Linked DNA regions of Mus musculus: regions 1, 2 and 4 are each linked to region 3. Evidence: chromatin contacts called from public HiChIP or PLAC-seq and promoter capture Hi-C data. All regions are on one chromosome and are shown on one strand. Each heading gives the region's core, a stretch centred on a gene start, on an enhancer-like site or on the middle of the called end of the contact. The rest is flanking DNA. Distances are from core to core; before and after follow the strand shown. Region 1 holds the start of Il17ra (interleukin 17 receptor A). Region 2 holds the start of Tmem121b (transmembrane protein 121B). Region 3 holds the start of Bid (BH3 interacting domain death agonist). Region 4 overlaps Hdhd5 (haloacid dehalogenase like hydrolase domain containing 5).

Region 1 (3,101 bases), core at 143-2,642, 450 kb before region 3:
TGGGGGATGGGGCCCCCCCTTTAAATTTCAAGGATTAAACATTGGGCCTTGATCAGAATCTTTGTCTTGGTCTCATTCTTCTCTAGTCATCATTCCTATCCAACCCCAGCTTTCCTTTCGGGAACCCAGTTCTCCGTGGCCGCTGGCGACTACACCTCCCGAGATGGGAATCAGCTCCCAAGAACCTTGGTAATAAAGAGAGAGCCCCTTGTTGGGTCTGAGAAAATAGCCAAAGGGTTTCAGTAAGACAAAAGTTTCCTTCTGCAAAACGGTGTACAGCCGTGTCTTACTGAGCGCATAAGCGCATCCAGTGAGAGTCGCGCTTGGTTTTATTCCCAACGTTAAGGGGTCCTGTGCCTTACTCCAGGTGGTCAGATCGTGGCCTCACATTCTTAGATGTTGCGGTTGATACCCAGAATGCAGTTTTTAGCAGCGGTGCAACCATGAGCACATATTTTCATTACAAGAAGTGTTAGTCTTGGAGAAATTTGAATTCCTAGTGGCTTCTTTGAATTTTTTTTTTCTCTCCAGGGGGTTCTAGAGGGCATCCCCAGGCCTTGTCAGAGACTCTGTCCGTTGTACTGCTCAGTCCCCCATCCTTCCACGCCTCTGCCCTCAGCCTGGCCTCAAACCTTCCTATGCTGTGTACCTTACCCAGCCAAACTGCACTCGGCGAGGCCACAGTGAGGCTCCTTGAAAGAGCTGGCTGTCTACACAGGCTGTCTCCGTTTCCCTCCTCTGATCCACTTTTAACCCTTCATACTTAGCAATGCTACCCCCCCCCCCCCACACACACACATCTCTGTTACAGAATGCCGTGTTTGCTTTAGTCCAGCCATGAGGTGACTAATTCACTGTCCAGGGTTTTGTTTTGTTTTGTTGGGTTTTTGTTTTGTTTTGTTTTGTTTTGTTTTTGAGTGTGCAAATGTATGATTCAACGCTGAAAGGGAAAAAATATAGTTTCATGGACTTGCTATATGAGACTTAAGCTACATGATCTGGCCATCAAAAACTAGAACTTTGTAGAAAAAACAAAAAAAACAAAAACGAGAAATAAGCATTACGACGATGCGATGGGCTTGTTTCTCCATAAAAACTGAAAGGGAGATTGAGCAAACAAACTCCTTGGAGTCCCGAGTCGGAAATTAGACTAAAATGATGAAACAGATCAGTGTAAACCGGGAGGGTACGATGGCGAGGACAGTCATAGCTCCACAGCAAGTTGACAGCGGGGCTCGGCTCCTTAAAACGGGTTCCTGGGCTCCTATCTTACTTAGCTGAGCAACATCCAAGGAGAGCCAAAGAGGCCAGGAGCACACCTGGGCCAAGGCGGAGGCGGGGCCAGAGGAAGGACAGCCCCCACCCAAGCCCCGCCCCGAGCGGCCCGCCCTCGGGGGAGCCGGAAGCGGGACAGAGGAGGCCGTGTGAAGCCGACGAGCGCCAGTCCTCGGCCGGGAAAGCCATCGCGGGCCCTCGCTGTCGCGCGGAGCCAGCTGCGAGCGCTCCGCGACCGGGCCGAGGGCTATGGCGATTCGGCGCTGCTGGCCACGGGTCGTCCCCGGGCCCGCGCTGGGATGGCTGCTTCTGCTGCTGAACGTTCTGGCCCCGGGCCGCGCCTCCCCGCGCCTCCTCGACTTCCCGGCTCCGGTCTGCGCGCAGGAGGTGAGAGAAGCCGGGCGGAGCGGGGATGCCCGGGCCGTCGGGGGTGGTGGAGAGGACGGCGGAGGGTGGTGAAGAGGTGTCAGAGGGGCGGGCGTCGGGAGGGCCGTCGGGAGTGCGGAGGGCTGTCAAAGGTGCTGAGAGCCGTCGCGAGTGCGAAGGGGCGGACGGCCCAGGCTCTGGCGGGCCCGGGGAGGCTGAAAGTCCGCCCTAGGGGCTCGGAGGACGGTCCCGGGCATGGGCGCAGCGTGGAGGCGCGCTGGCAGCGACTCCGGGAGTGGAGTCGCGGTGAGGGGGAGTTCTAGGGAAACTACGCGGGCGGCGGAGTCACTGGTAGCGCGAGGCGGGGTGACAATTCCGTCTGGGCCTCGGAATTGGAAGATGGAGGCACCAGAGGCTGGCAGCTCGGGATGGACATGGACCTAACCTTGGCAGGAGCTGAAATAATCTGGACTGGCCCCTAACTCCTTGCTTCCTGAGCAGTCAATCCTCCAGCTCTCCCATGCTCAGGTGCCCCAGCCTGGCCTCGGGGGTCCCCACAGGTTGGGTAGTGCGGGCGAGCCCAGTGCCCAGGGGAATCAAACAGGATGTGGGTTGAAAGATGCCGTCCATCCCATCTTTTTTTCACCACCACGTGTGTCCCAGAACCGAGCCTGCCAAAATTGAGTTAACATGTGTGGAAGTCTGCCAGTTTGTTACTGCCAGGGAGGACCACCCCACCCCCACGCCCCGCTGCGCTCTTAGGAAACTGACACACCCCTGGCGGTTGAACCTTACTTACTGTCAAAACAAAGCATAACAAAAAAACAGCGAACCTGTGCAAAACCTAGTGTCTGTTCCACGCATAAACTTTCCTCCCTGTCTCCCTTCAAGCCTTCTCTTCCTCCACTGGTTTTTCCAGCCCCTTCCCCTCCACTTCCACAGCTGACCCCAGGAACTGTGTCCAGTCGCTGAGTCGGAGGATATGAAACAAAAGGATAGTTCTTATCTAATTTTGTAGATTTACCAAAAGAGGGTGGGGAGAGGGTGACTATTTTTACTGGAAAAACTGTGTTTTTTAAAAAAGTCTGAGGGCTGCTGGGAAATGTCATAGTGCTCCCCGTACTGGGAAAGTCAGAGTGACATCTTCAGACAGGGCCAAAGTGTCAAAACATAGAGGATTGCTGTTTGTGTCTGGCTAGTCCTTTGCCAAGGGCCTCACGATACAAGTAAACTGAAAGTAGAGAAAGATGATTCCTGGGACTGCAGTGTCCAGGATGAAGTTGTCTTGGATGTAGGAACGTCTTGCAAGAGTGCTTTGCACAATCGGTGTGTGCAGAATCCAGGGAGGAGAAAATGACCCCCAGCTGGGCTGTTTCTCACTGAAAAGACATTTGAGCAGTTCTGTTCCAAACCAGGAGCCTCAGAAACATTTCGCTTAAAGCGTTCAAAAATCTCACTGG
Region 2 (3,303 bases), core at 722-3,221, 420 kb before region 3:
ACACAGCCAAGGGGGGGCGGAAACCCTAAAGCCAAGAACAGGGCCCCTGCCCTTCACTGCTTCAATTCTGAGAGGCAACAGCTAGAGTGTTGACATAGCCATGAGGGCCCCCTTCATTTTCCAAGTGGCCCCGCTGGGAGCCTCCCTGAGGTGGTGGTGGTGGAGGTGGGGGAGGGGCAGAGGGAGGAGCACCATAGCTGCTTCTGGCCCGACTTGGGGATACCCAACTCCCCCGGTCCCAGCAGCCCTCCAAGGCCTCCAGGCCACGGCAGCCAAGGAAAAAGAGATTCTTGAGCATAAAGATGGACAGCGGCTGTTGGTAGCTCACGACCAGGAGGCTGCGCAGCGCCAGCAAGGGCACGTCCACCAGGCAGCCGCCCAGCAAACGTAAAAGGCGGCTGCAGCTTCCGGGCCCGGAGGTCTGACCCCAGGACGGAGCTGCTGTGGCAGTGTTCAGCTCGTACAGCCAGAGCACTGGGGAGGCAAGAGTGAGGAAGTAGACGGCGATGAGCAGGTAGCGCAGGTGCGCCGGAAGCGGCACGCGGCCGTCCAGCATCAGCTCCACCAGTGTAAAGCTGTCCAGCAGGTCCAGACACGTGCCCAGGAAGCAGCCCGCGGCGCGATGCTGCTGTGGCTGCAGGAGCAGGGGACCCGCCGAGCCCGGGGGCGCGCCCGCCTCGCTAATGGCACGCACTAGGCTGTAGAGCAGCGGCACGGACAGCGCCATGGTAAGGCGAAAGCCCGTGGTGCCAAAGGGCGCGCGCAGCTCGATGAGGTCCAGGATGGATGTGCCCAGGATGAGCACCACCTTAGGGGTGAAAGCGATGGAGTAGATGAGCCAGGCCAGGTACGCAAAAGCGAACTCGCCCGCTGCCCCAGTCGTCCCCGGCCCGGCTCCGGAGCCTCCAGAACCTCCTCGGCCCCCGCGAGCCTTGGCCCCGGCCCCCGCCGACGCCGCTGCGGATAGGTGCAGAGGCGGAGCCGAGTGGTGGTGGAGCTGGTGGTGGTTGTGCATGCTGTTCGCTGGGCCGCCCCGACGGCCCCGGCTGTTCTTGGCGAAGAAGATGGCCCAGCCCACCACCACCACGAGGTCGGTGGCGATCCAAGAGCACCAGTACAGGTCAGTGACTGCAATGAGGTACAGGTCCAGCAGACCGCCCTGCGCCAGCAGCAGCACCACAGACAGCGCCTGGTAGCCCCAGCGGCAGCCGGGGCTTGGCGAGCAGCCCCGGCGCCGACCCCTACGGCCGGAGCGAGTGGGGCGGCCGCAGCAGCAACAGCAGCACGAGCAGCAGGAGGCGGCGCCGCCGGTCCCGGTGCCGCCTGCGCCCACCGCCGAGCGGCTCCCGGGGCCCCCGACGGTGCCGGCCGCGGCGCCCGCGCCGAAGTCCGCGGCGGTCATGCTGCAGGAAGAGGTGGGCGTGGAAGTGGAGGAGGCGGCGGCGGGCGCGGTGGCGGAGACTGGGACGCCCCCCTGAGCTGGGGGCCCGGGGAGCGCGGCGGCGGCGGGCACCAGTGGCTTGCTGATGCTAATGCTCTCGTCGTCGTCCTCTCGCTCCGCGCCTGTGCTGCTGCTCGGGGAGCCGCCGCCTCCGCCGCGTCTGCCGCCGCACCCCCCGCGGCTGGTGCTGGTGCTGGTGCTGCTGTCGCCCGAGCCTCTCCGGCCGCGGGAGGAGCCCCCCCGGAGGAAGAGGGGCTGTAGCCGGGCTGCGGCGGGGGGCGGCGGAAAGGAGGCGGGCGCGGACGAGAGCGCGCGAGGGTGGCCCAGCGCCGGGTGCATTGTCCTCGGAGGGGCTCCAGGGGCTGCCCGGCCGCTCTCTCCCCGTCAACCTCGGGCTGACGAGGCGGCAGAGGGGAACCCGGGCCAGCCGCTGCCGCCTCCTCGCCAGCTGCTGGAACTCGCACCCGGGTCGGGAGGCAGAGAGATCCGGACTGGAGCGGCCGGACTGGGCGAGTGAAGCCGCGGGTGGCTGAGCTGGGGGAGCGCGGGGGAGCCGAGCAGACCGCCGGGACCGGAGAGGCGGGGGCGGAGGAGGGGAGCGAGCCCAGCAGGCAGCAGAAGGAGCTGGCAGCGGGGAAACCAGGACTGGATTCGAGGGAGAGAGGAGGCGAGAATAGAGGAGGAGAAAGCCTGGCTGGCTGGATCAGCAGGAAGGAAAGGAGGGAGAACTGAGGTGCCGGAGTAGAGTTGAAAGCGTATCAGGCCAGGCGGGATAGGAACATGAAGTCTCTAGCTCCACAGCCCTAAGGGCTGAACCTGAACTGCTGGGTGGCCTTGGTCTCAGTGTAGACCACAACTTCGTGCTTCCAAGCACCACTGTCCTTTCTTGCCTATCAGGAGGAAGCGCAAGCCAACTTCTCCTCTGTGCGCCAACGACCATTCTGCCATCTCCTTCCGTAAAGGCCCTGAGAACTCAATGGAAGTGATTAAAAAGTTAAATAAAAAAAGAACCAGAAAGAGCTCGGGGATGGTGTATCTCAATTGGTAGAATGACCCGCCTTGTATGCATCCAGTCCTGGGTTCCAACCCACCACCAGAAACCAAACCAAACAAACACCACCCCCAATTCTATTATTCAGAAGGAGCACTCCCAACCAAGTACTGCATTTTCACACATCCAAAGCTGTCCTCCCCTCGGAGATCTTCAGTTTCCAGTTAATGAAAAGGCTCCCTGAATATAATTGCTGAGAAGAGGGCTTAGGAAGAGGGTGGGGTGCAAATACCACTGTCTAGTCCTGGGGTAGGGGAGGCCAGGGCCAGGGCAGGAAGCCACTCTGGAGACCTGGGGTGGGGCAGTTGCTTGCTTAGCCAGGCTCATCTTTGGTATTCTGAAAGGTTTGTACCTAGCTTGCATGCAGCGCGGAGGGGTTCCTCCCCATCACCCCACATCTGATTCCAGGTCTGAGGAGGTCGAGCAGAAGGCTCAGAAATCCAAAGTCACCATTGACTACATAGCAAGTTTGAGGCCAGCTTTGGGTTATGTGAGACCCTGTCATCAAAAAAAAAAAAAAAAAGCTAAAGCAGGAGATGAAATAACAGGAAAATATGTCTGACCAAGAAAGGGGGTGGGGGGATCTTTAGAGGTATGGAAGCATGCAAAAGAATAAACTCCAGCAGAGCCTGGTGTCACAAGCCAGCTCCTCTGTAACCCCAGGTACTCAGGAACCTGAAACAGGAGCTTTGAAGGTTCAAGGCCAGCCTTGCCCATTCCGGTCCATGGGCTGAGTCTGCCTAGGGGCTGCCCTCCCCCTTCCAACCCCACTGGTAGGAGTCCTGAAGGGCAGGAGGTAAAGTCCTGCTTT
Region 3 (3,054 bases), core at 461-2,960:
AAGAGGAACCAGGTAACCTCAAGCTGTGAGCATCACTTCCCCTCCCCCAGCCTCGCCAGTAACTGCCCTAACAGCCCACTTTTCAGGTACACCCTCAACTCATCCTTCAGAGCTCCAGTAACCTGGCCACCTTGGGGCTACTTAAATCTCTTTATAGAGCATGCCACATCCAGCCGGCTTCTCTTCACTTGCCATCACCAAAGCCTGTACCCAACTCCACCCCGCAGTAGCCAGGAGATAGCACCTTGCGTCAGTGGGTGAAATGCCTGCTAACCCAGCTGTAATAAGCCAACCTCCCTGCCATTCCCTCTCTGGGCAAGAGAGGCAGTAGAGGCCAGGACACACACAATCGCCACCCTGCTTCCCCACCACCACCCAGCCGAGTCCTTCTTAGAGCTCAGCCCACTCAAGTATTAAAGCCTCTGAACTCAGCCCCAGCACTGGATCAGGCTCCCCCCCCCCCCATGGAAACACTCAGAGCTGACTGCCAGGGTAGTGCCTGGGACCAAGTCCCAGGGGATGGGGCAGGGCTGCAAAGTCTCCTGGTTGGGTAGAGCTGGAATGTGGAAAGTCCACATCCTTCTTGTGGTTTCTCCCAGCTCCATTCCACAGCTAGCTTATCCTAGACCCGGCTTCAAGGTAGTCTTCCAGTAAGGGCAATCCTGGCCATGGCACCAGGCAGTAGCCTGGGAAAGTAGGGGAGCCCTGCCTGGGTCCTCAGGATGCTCTTGACTCAGAACTATGTGGCTTATCAGATGAAGGTCAAGCCCAGCCTAGAAGTCCCATACTCAACACCACCTGGTCCTTTACAGAGCTCTTCATTCCAGCCTCTCACCACCCACAAAGTTCTACCCTGATCCGTCCCTGGTCCACACTTATTTGTTGAGTATGTAAATGAATGTACGAAAGAATGAATGAACGAATGTGTGAATCCTTGTGGGCCCAGGCCACTTGGTGGCTGAAGACTGTGGGTTTCTTCTAGAATCCTATAGGGTTATTCAGCCAACCATTCAACAAACTTTTTAAAAACATCAGCAACCAGTCTGTGCACATTTTCAAACCATTTTGGGTACTGGAGATGCGGAGGGGTCAGCCACTTCCTCACAGTTCAGGCGTGAGTGTGAGCTGTGCACACAGTAGTGCCCACGGGTGTAGGAAAGGTGCCCCTCGCTGCAGTCTTCCAAGGTCTGTGTTCCCTGGGTTGGGGTTCCAGGGCTTTTGCAGGGCCCATTTGTGGGCTGTAGCCGTTCCTTGTTGATTTTTGTGGGTGGCCATAGCGGAGCGCAGCGAGACCTCAGGCCCGCCTTTCCAGCTCTGCGCGCACCTGCCGAGTGGCGCGCGACCGCGGGGACCCCGGGTCCACCAGGAGGCCTGCCCGAAGCGGACCAGGACCGAGCGCTGAGGGGGACCGCGAGTGGCGCACGCCCCAGGCCTTCGAGTGAGTGCCTTCCCCTCAGCTCCGCGGTGGCACCCTGTGGCCGGCGCCCTCACCCCGCCTCCATCAAGGCGCAAGAGCCCCGCCATCACGAAGGATCGATAGCATACGAAACTGAGCTCCGTGCCGACCCCGTCCTCCCAGAGGGGAACTGTGGGGGCGCCCAGTAGGGTGGGCATACTCACCACGCAGACGCCGCTGCGCCGGTACCGGGCGGCGAACGGGCTAAGGCAAAGGTTTGCGGAGCCACACTCGGCCCGGCGCTCTACTCCACCTACCTTTCCTCGTGCTCGCCCGGGAGCCCCGCCCCTGTGATAGCCCCGCCCTCCGGATGCTCCGCCCTCCGACTGGCCACACTTTGCGGAAACCCAAGGGTCCTACCGGCTCGCTACGGGGGACAGGAAGGAAGGTACACCCGGAACCTGCGCTCCCCAGAGTCCCCAAAGCCTGGGCGACCTGCCCTCGTGAGGATGGGGTGTCATACTTGATCCCGACCTCTCCGCATTGTCTTGATGTATTACATAGCAGGGTTGGCACACTCAAGACTAGTGACCCTGTCAGAATCGGCCCTATCAGAGATGCTGGGAGGTCCCTATTGTTTCTCCTGCGCAGCTGCTTGCAGAATTTTTAAACTCTTGTGGGGAAGGCAGGGATGGGGGTTGCGGGGTTCTCGGTCATGGAATGAATCAGCAAGGATGAATGTGGAAAGAACCAGGAGGCTAGCAGATAATCTCAAACTGCTAGCTAGTTCCCCTGTCCAGAGAAGTCCCAATGCTATATACTTAAGTGCCAGCCAGTACCCCCAAAGGACACGTGACAGTGACAAAAGTGAAAGAGAAACAAGAAAGTGAATTCTGGAAGTATGAGGAAGTAAATAGAACCATGGAAATTGCTGTTCCTGAGCAGAGAAACTGGATCTGAGAAGACAAAAAAAAAAAAAAAAAAAAAAAAAAATCACATGGTTGGTGTGTGTTTGTGTGTGTATGTGTGTATTTAAGCCAGAGGTCAGTGTTTTCCTTCATCACTCTCCACCTTTCCACCTTTTTTTTTTTTCTTTTGAGATGGTGTGGGGTGAGGGGAGTGGACCAGCTTCCCAGCTCCACGCGTGATTTCCCTAGGCTGACTGCCAGGTGAGCTCCAGGAAGCTTCCACTGTGCACCAATAACAATGGAATTGTAGATACACACAGCACTCTATTTTTTACATGGGTGCTAGGGATCCAAAGTCCAGTTCTTACGCATATGAAGTACTTTACAAACCGAGCCATCTCCAGGGTTTCTTTTTCCTCTTTATATTTTCCAATTCTTCTTAAAGGAAGATGGCTCTAATTTTACGATCAATAAAAGTTACACTTGAAGCCGGGCGTGGTGTCGCACGCCTTTAATCCCGGCACTTGGGAGGCCTCTGTTCGAGGCCAGCCTGGTCTACAAAGTGAGTTCCAGGACAGCCAGGGCTATACAGAGAAACCCTGTCTGTCGAAAAACCAACCCCACCCCACCCCCCACTCCCCCACCCCCCCACCCCCCGCCAAAAAAAAAGTTACACTTGAAATCACATAGTGGAAGAGCTTGGTGATGAACAGCGGGGGCAGGGTTGGAGAGATGGCTCACTGGTTAAAA
Region 4 (3,458 bases), core at 836-3,335, 410 kb before region 3:
CTGGAGTAGGACTCCTCTTTAGGGACGCAATGTAAATAGTGCTGACAGAGCCCCACCTGGGAATGGGAGGACGGACAGCAGGAGGAGGTGATGCCCGCCATATTTAGGGAATGAAATGCCACAAACCCTTCAACTCACGAAGAGTACCCTATGTACCACTCTCCCAAACCTCCCCTCACAGGGCTTCTAGCACATTCCACACAAATCCTCACAAGACACAATGTAACAAATATTAGGATAGTTTTTAATTAAAAAAAAAAAAAAAAGCCCCCAAGTCTCTGGGCAGCACTCTAAAATACAGTAAACACTATGGAGAGTGCCAGCCACACCCCTCCCTGGCATGGCACAGCGCTTCCTTCAGTGTGACCAAAGGCTCTCCCTCCACAAGTTTCCACATAACGTTGCACTGTGCGGTTTTTAAAGTCCTGACTGAGGCAGGTGTGATGGCACCCACCTTTGATGCCAGCACTGGGGAGGCAGAGGCAGGCAGATCTGAGTTTCAGGACAACCTGGGCTACATAGTGAGTTCCAGGACAGCGGGAACTACAATAGTGAGACGCTGTCTGGAAAAAGAAGGTCCTCACTGAGAGGACCTGACACTGAGGCACAGAGGTAAAGGGACCAGCATGAGGTCAGACTGCAAGAGACGCACAGGAAGGGCCCAGAAATCCATCCCTTCTCCTGAGATGCTGCCCCAAGGGCTTTCTGTAGCTACTGAAGCTACAGTCTTCTCTGTCCCAGGAAGTAATGGCAAGAAGCCAGGCTTGGACTTGATGCCTGTGACCCAGACCACAGCCGGGCACACAGGATTCCCTGAGCGCATGCTCCAACAGCCCCCTCTGCCTCTGCTACATCTCCGTCCCCTCAAGCCCAACCCTCCTGGTGGAAAACCAGCTGCACAGCTTCGTTTACATCATGAACAATGTGGGAGGCTTCTAGGAGCCCTGGACTGAAGCTGAAGTCTCGGTGTCCGTGGAATGGAAGCTCTCTCCTTCCAGGAGGAGGCACTTGGGAGCCTGGGTCCTGAGAACTGTATATGCCAGTGCATACCAGGATGGAAGCACAACTCTGGGTTGCTGAAGGCCGCTGCTTCTGTTGCCCACCAGTCTGCTGTTCCTCCTCTCCACGATTGGCCATTTGCAGGTACTGATGGAATAGGTTGGCACCGTAGACATCAGACATAGGGTTATCACTGGCAGGGCAGCAATACCAGAGGGCAAAGAAGAAAAAAACCTTAGTTTAGTGTTTCGAAGCTATCAGAACAGCCTGGAGGTGGTGTGACTCAGCTTCGGGGAAGCCTGGGTGGTGTGGGCAGAGGGAAAGAAAAGCAGCTATGATAATGGAGAGGCAATGGACTTACCCTATAGCATACAGCTTCCTGATGGGGGCGGCCCAGCCCCGCCTCTCAGCCTGCTGCCTGATCACGTCCTCTGCATACTGGTAAGTAAGGATGCTGGGTTTGCCCATCAGACCCTCGTATTTCAGCTCATTGCCTGTTATTTTCCGGTAGATGGTTTCCAGGCAAAGCAGAAAGGTGCCATGACCAAACCTGCCCAAGAAGAGATCTCAGCAACTTAGCCTTGAGGCCATCTGCCACTCTCTAAGCTGTCTCCAAGCAACCGACCTGTATCCCTCCCCTAGAGTCATTCACATGAAGAAACTGAGGCAAGAGCAGGCAGTTTCCCCAGGGTAGCAAAACTAGGGTGAAAACCCTGAAAGGCTCACTCCCAAAACATTGTATTTTGGGTTTTAAAAAATTAATTTTATGTACCCACATGTGCCACAGTGAGCATATGGTGGTCAGAGGACAACTTTCTGGAGTCAGTCTCTCATTCCAACTTTATATGGGTCCCAAGGCTCAAACTCAGGTGGTCAGCTTGATAGCAGGCATTTACCCACGATGCCATCGTACCTGGCCCCCAAACCCTAACACTGGTGCTCCACAACTGTTGGCTGCCAGAGTGTGCTCACTGCCTCCCCTGCAGCTAGGTGTGGCCACCTAGTACACGCGTGAGCCCCACTGAACAGTCGCAGAAGCAGAGGTGCTGGCCTGGCTGTGACAAGAGGTCACAAGGAGGCACGCTCTTCCTGACCTTACACAGCCCCACAGCTCAAGGCGTGGTCCCAGCTGAGGATCCCTTGGCTGGCGCTAGAGTCTTCAGCCAGCTGAAACTGGAAACACATCCCTGGAGGCTCCCTCCTGTCTACCTCACTGCCTCCTAGCTATCAAAAGGGAACAGTTTTGCTCCACAACTTGCTTCCTATCACAATATTAGGGTCACCACAAGCACCAAATCAATAGAGCAGAAATTAACCTTCCTCCTTTTAGGTTGTTTATTCAAGTATTTGGTCAGTGTTGCAAGCTAACAGCCCACTCGACTGCTTCCTGCCCTCTGAAATGCTAATGTGATGGCTAACACTCAGGCAGCCATTTAGAATTATACAGGCATAGCCTAAGGAGTGTGCTGCAGAAAGGAGTAAGTGTCCTGAATAAAGACTGCCCGTAGCCTGATTGCTACCTTCTTTAATAAGAAAGCCAGTATGCCACCTTGTGTAAAGTGTGTCTGTGTTCTGTCCTCAGCGCTGACCCAATCCTAACAGACACTGCGCTTGGCATGTAATATTCAATGTCCCCCGTTTACATACAAATTTCATTTCCTGGCTGGGGGTGGTGATGCACACCTTTGAACTCAGCACTTGGGAGGTCAAGAAGCAAACAGGTCTCTTCAAGTTCAAGTTCAGCCGTCTTATATAGGGGATTCTAGGCCAACTGTCAGAACTCAGTCAAAAGACTGACCATGGTGAACAATATCTTGGGGAACTGTGAGAGAGGCGACAGGAAAAAAAGAGGTACGTTTTGTTGCTGGATGTGAGTTTTGTGCCTCCGATGCAAACATTTGCATTCAACTTATAAGGCATGCTTATTCTTTTTTTTTTTTTTTTTTAAAGTTTTTTTCGAGACAGGGTTTCTCTGTGTAGCCCTGGCTGTCCTGGAACTCACTTTGTAGACCAGGCTGGCCTCGAACTCAGAAATTCTCCTGCCTCTGCCTCCCGAGTGCTGGGATTAAAGGCATGTGCCACCACGCCTGGCGGCATGCTTATTCTTGTTGGATGTCAGAACACAGCTATAGAACCCACTCTGGTCAGTGTGCCCTGCATCTGGACATGGCCTCCTGCCTCGCTTTCATGCTTTCCCAGATATCATCTATAGTACGCACCAGGCAATTGTGTTTAAGTTGGTCTGTCCTGAGGAAGCTCTGAGAAAGGGCTGTGCTGTTAGGTTAATATTTAGTATGCACTCACTGGTGTTCATTTCCATGTTCATCTGAACCACACGACCTTCCCTGGGTCACTGCTTTCTTTGTCACAGTTGTGTATAAAAGTGAGTGCACTGAAGCTGAAGTAAGGCTGTCCACGGCATTAGACTACAGTCCGCCCTGTTCTTTCAAGTCCTCATG

What was found. Promoter capture Hi-C pulls out the DNA fragments that hold promoters and counts their contacts. HiChIP or PLAC-seq counts read pairs in DNA pulled down with a chosen protein or histone mark.
Region 1: an H3K4me3 HiChIP or PLAC-seq map of pro-B cells shows a contact between it and region 3, with 8 times the contacts expected there. The contact joins the promoter of Il17ra here to the promoter of Bid in region 3. A contact is called at or near these places in 2 of 39 promoter capture datasets (liver and pre-B cells) and 5 of 115 datasets of contacts at active chromatin or transcription factors (bone marrow-derived macrophages, large pre-B cells, microglia and 2 more).
Region 2: a promoter capture Hi-C map of pre-B cells shows a contact between it and region 3. The contact joins the promoter of Tmem121b here to the promoter of Bid in region 3. A contact is called at or near these places in 4 of 39 promoter capture datasets (the C10 cell line, liver, neural stem cells and 1 more) and 2 of 115 datasets of contacts at active chromatin or transcription factors (large pre-B cells and memory CD8 T cells).
Region 4: a contact with region 3 is called in a promoter capture Hi-C map of embryonic stem cells, with 2.7 times the contacts expected there. The contact joins the enhancer-like site here to the promoter of Bid in region 3. A contact is called at or near these places in 5 of 39 promoter capture datasets (cranial neural crest, embryonic stem cells, liver and 2 more) and 2 of 115 datasets of contacts at active chromatin or transcription factors (fetal liver and large pre-B cells).

Annotation. Positions count from the first base shown.
Region 1 is chr6:120,461,805-120,464,905 of GRCm38.p6, forward strand. It overlaps Il17ra (interleukin 17 receptor A), which reads left to right and starts at 1,393. Exons shown (of 13, transcript NM_008359.2): 1 at 1,393-1,662. The coding sequence starts at 1,525.
Region 2 is chr6:120,491,975-120,495,277 of GRCm38.p6, forward strand. It overlaps Tmem121b (transmembrane protein 121B), which reads right to left and starts at 1,972. Exons shown (of 1, transcript NM_033567.2): 1 at 1-1,972. The coding sequence starts at 1,780. The coding sequence ends at 62.
Region 3 is chr6:120,915,114-120,918,167 of GRCm38.p6, forward strand. It overlaps Bid (BH3 interacting domain death agonist), which reads right to left and starts at 1,711. Exons shown (of 6, transcript NM_007544.4): 1 at 1,621-1,711.
Region 4 is chr6:120,509,271-120,512,728 of GRCm38.p6, forward strand. Hdhd5 (haloacid dehalogenase like hydrolase domain containing 5) reads right to left here. Exons shown (of 8, transcript NM_144815.2): 7 at 1,361-1,549; 8 at 224-1,192. The coding sequence ends at 865. Among named protein-coding and RNA genes, the nearest start is that of Gm38888, 11 kb to the left of the region's middle. Within about 2 kb of position 2,086, at least 34 of the 459 cell types and tissues checked have an H3K27ac peak or open chromatin away from gene starts, as enhancers often do. A contact at or near this core is called in embryonic stem cells, where this site is marked.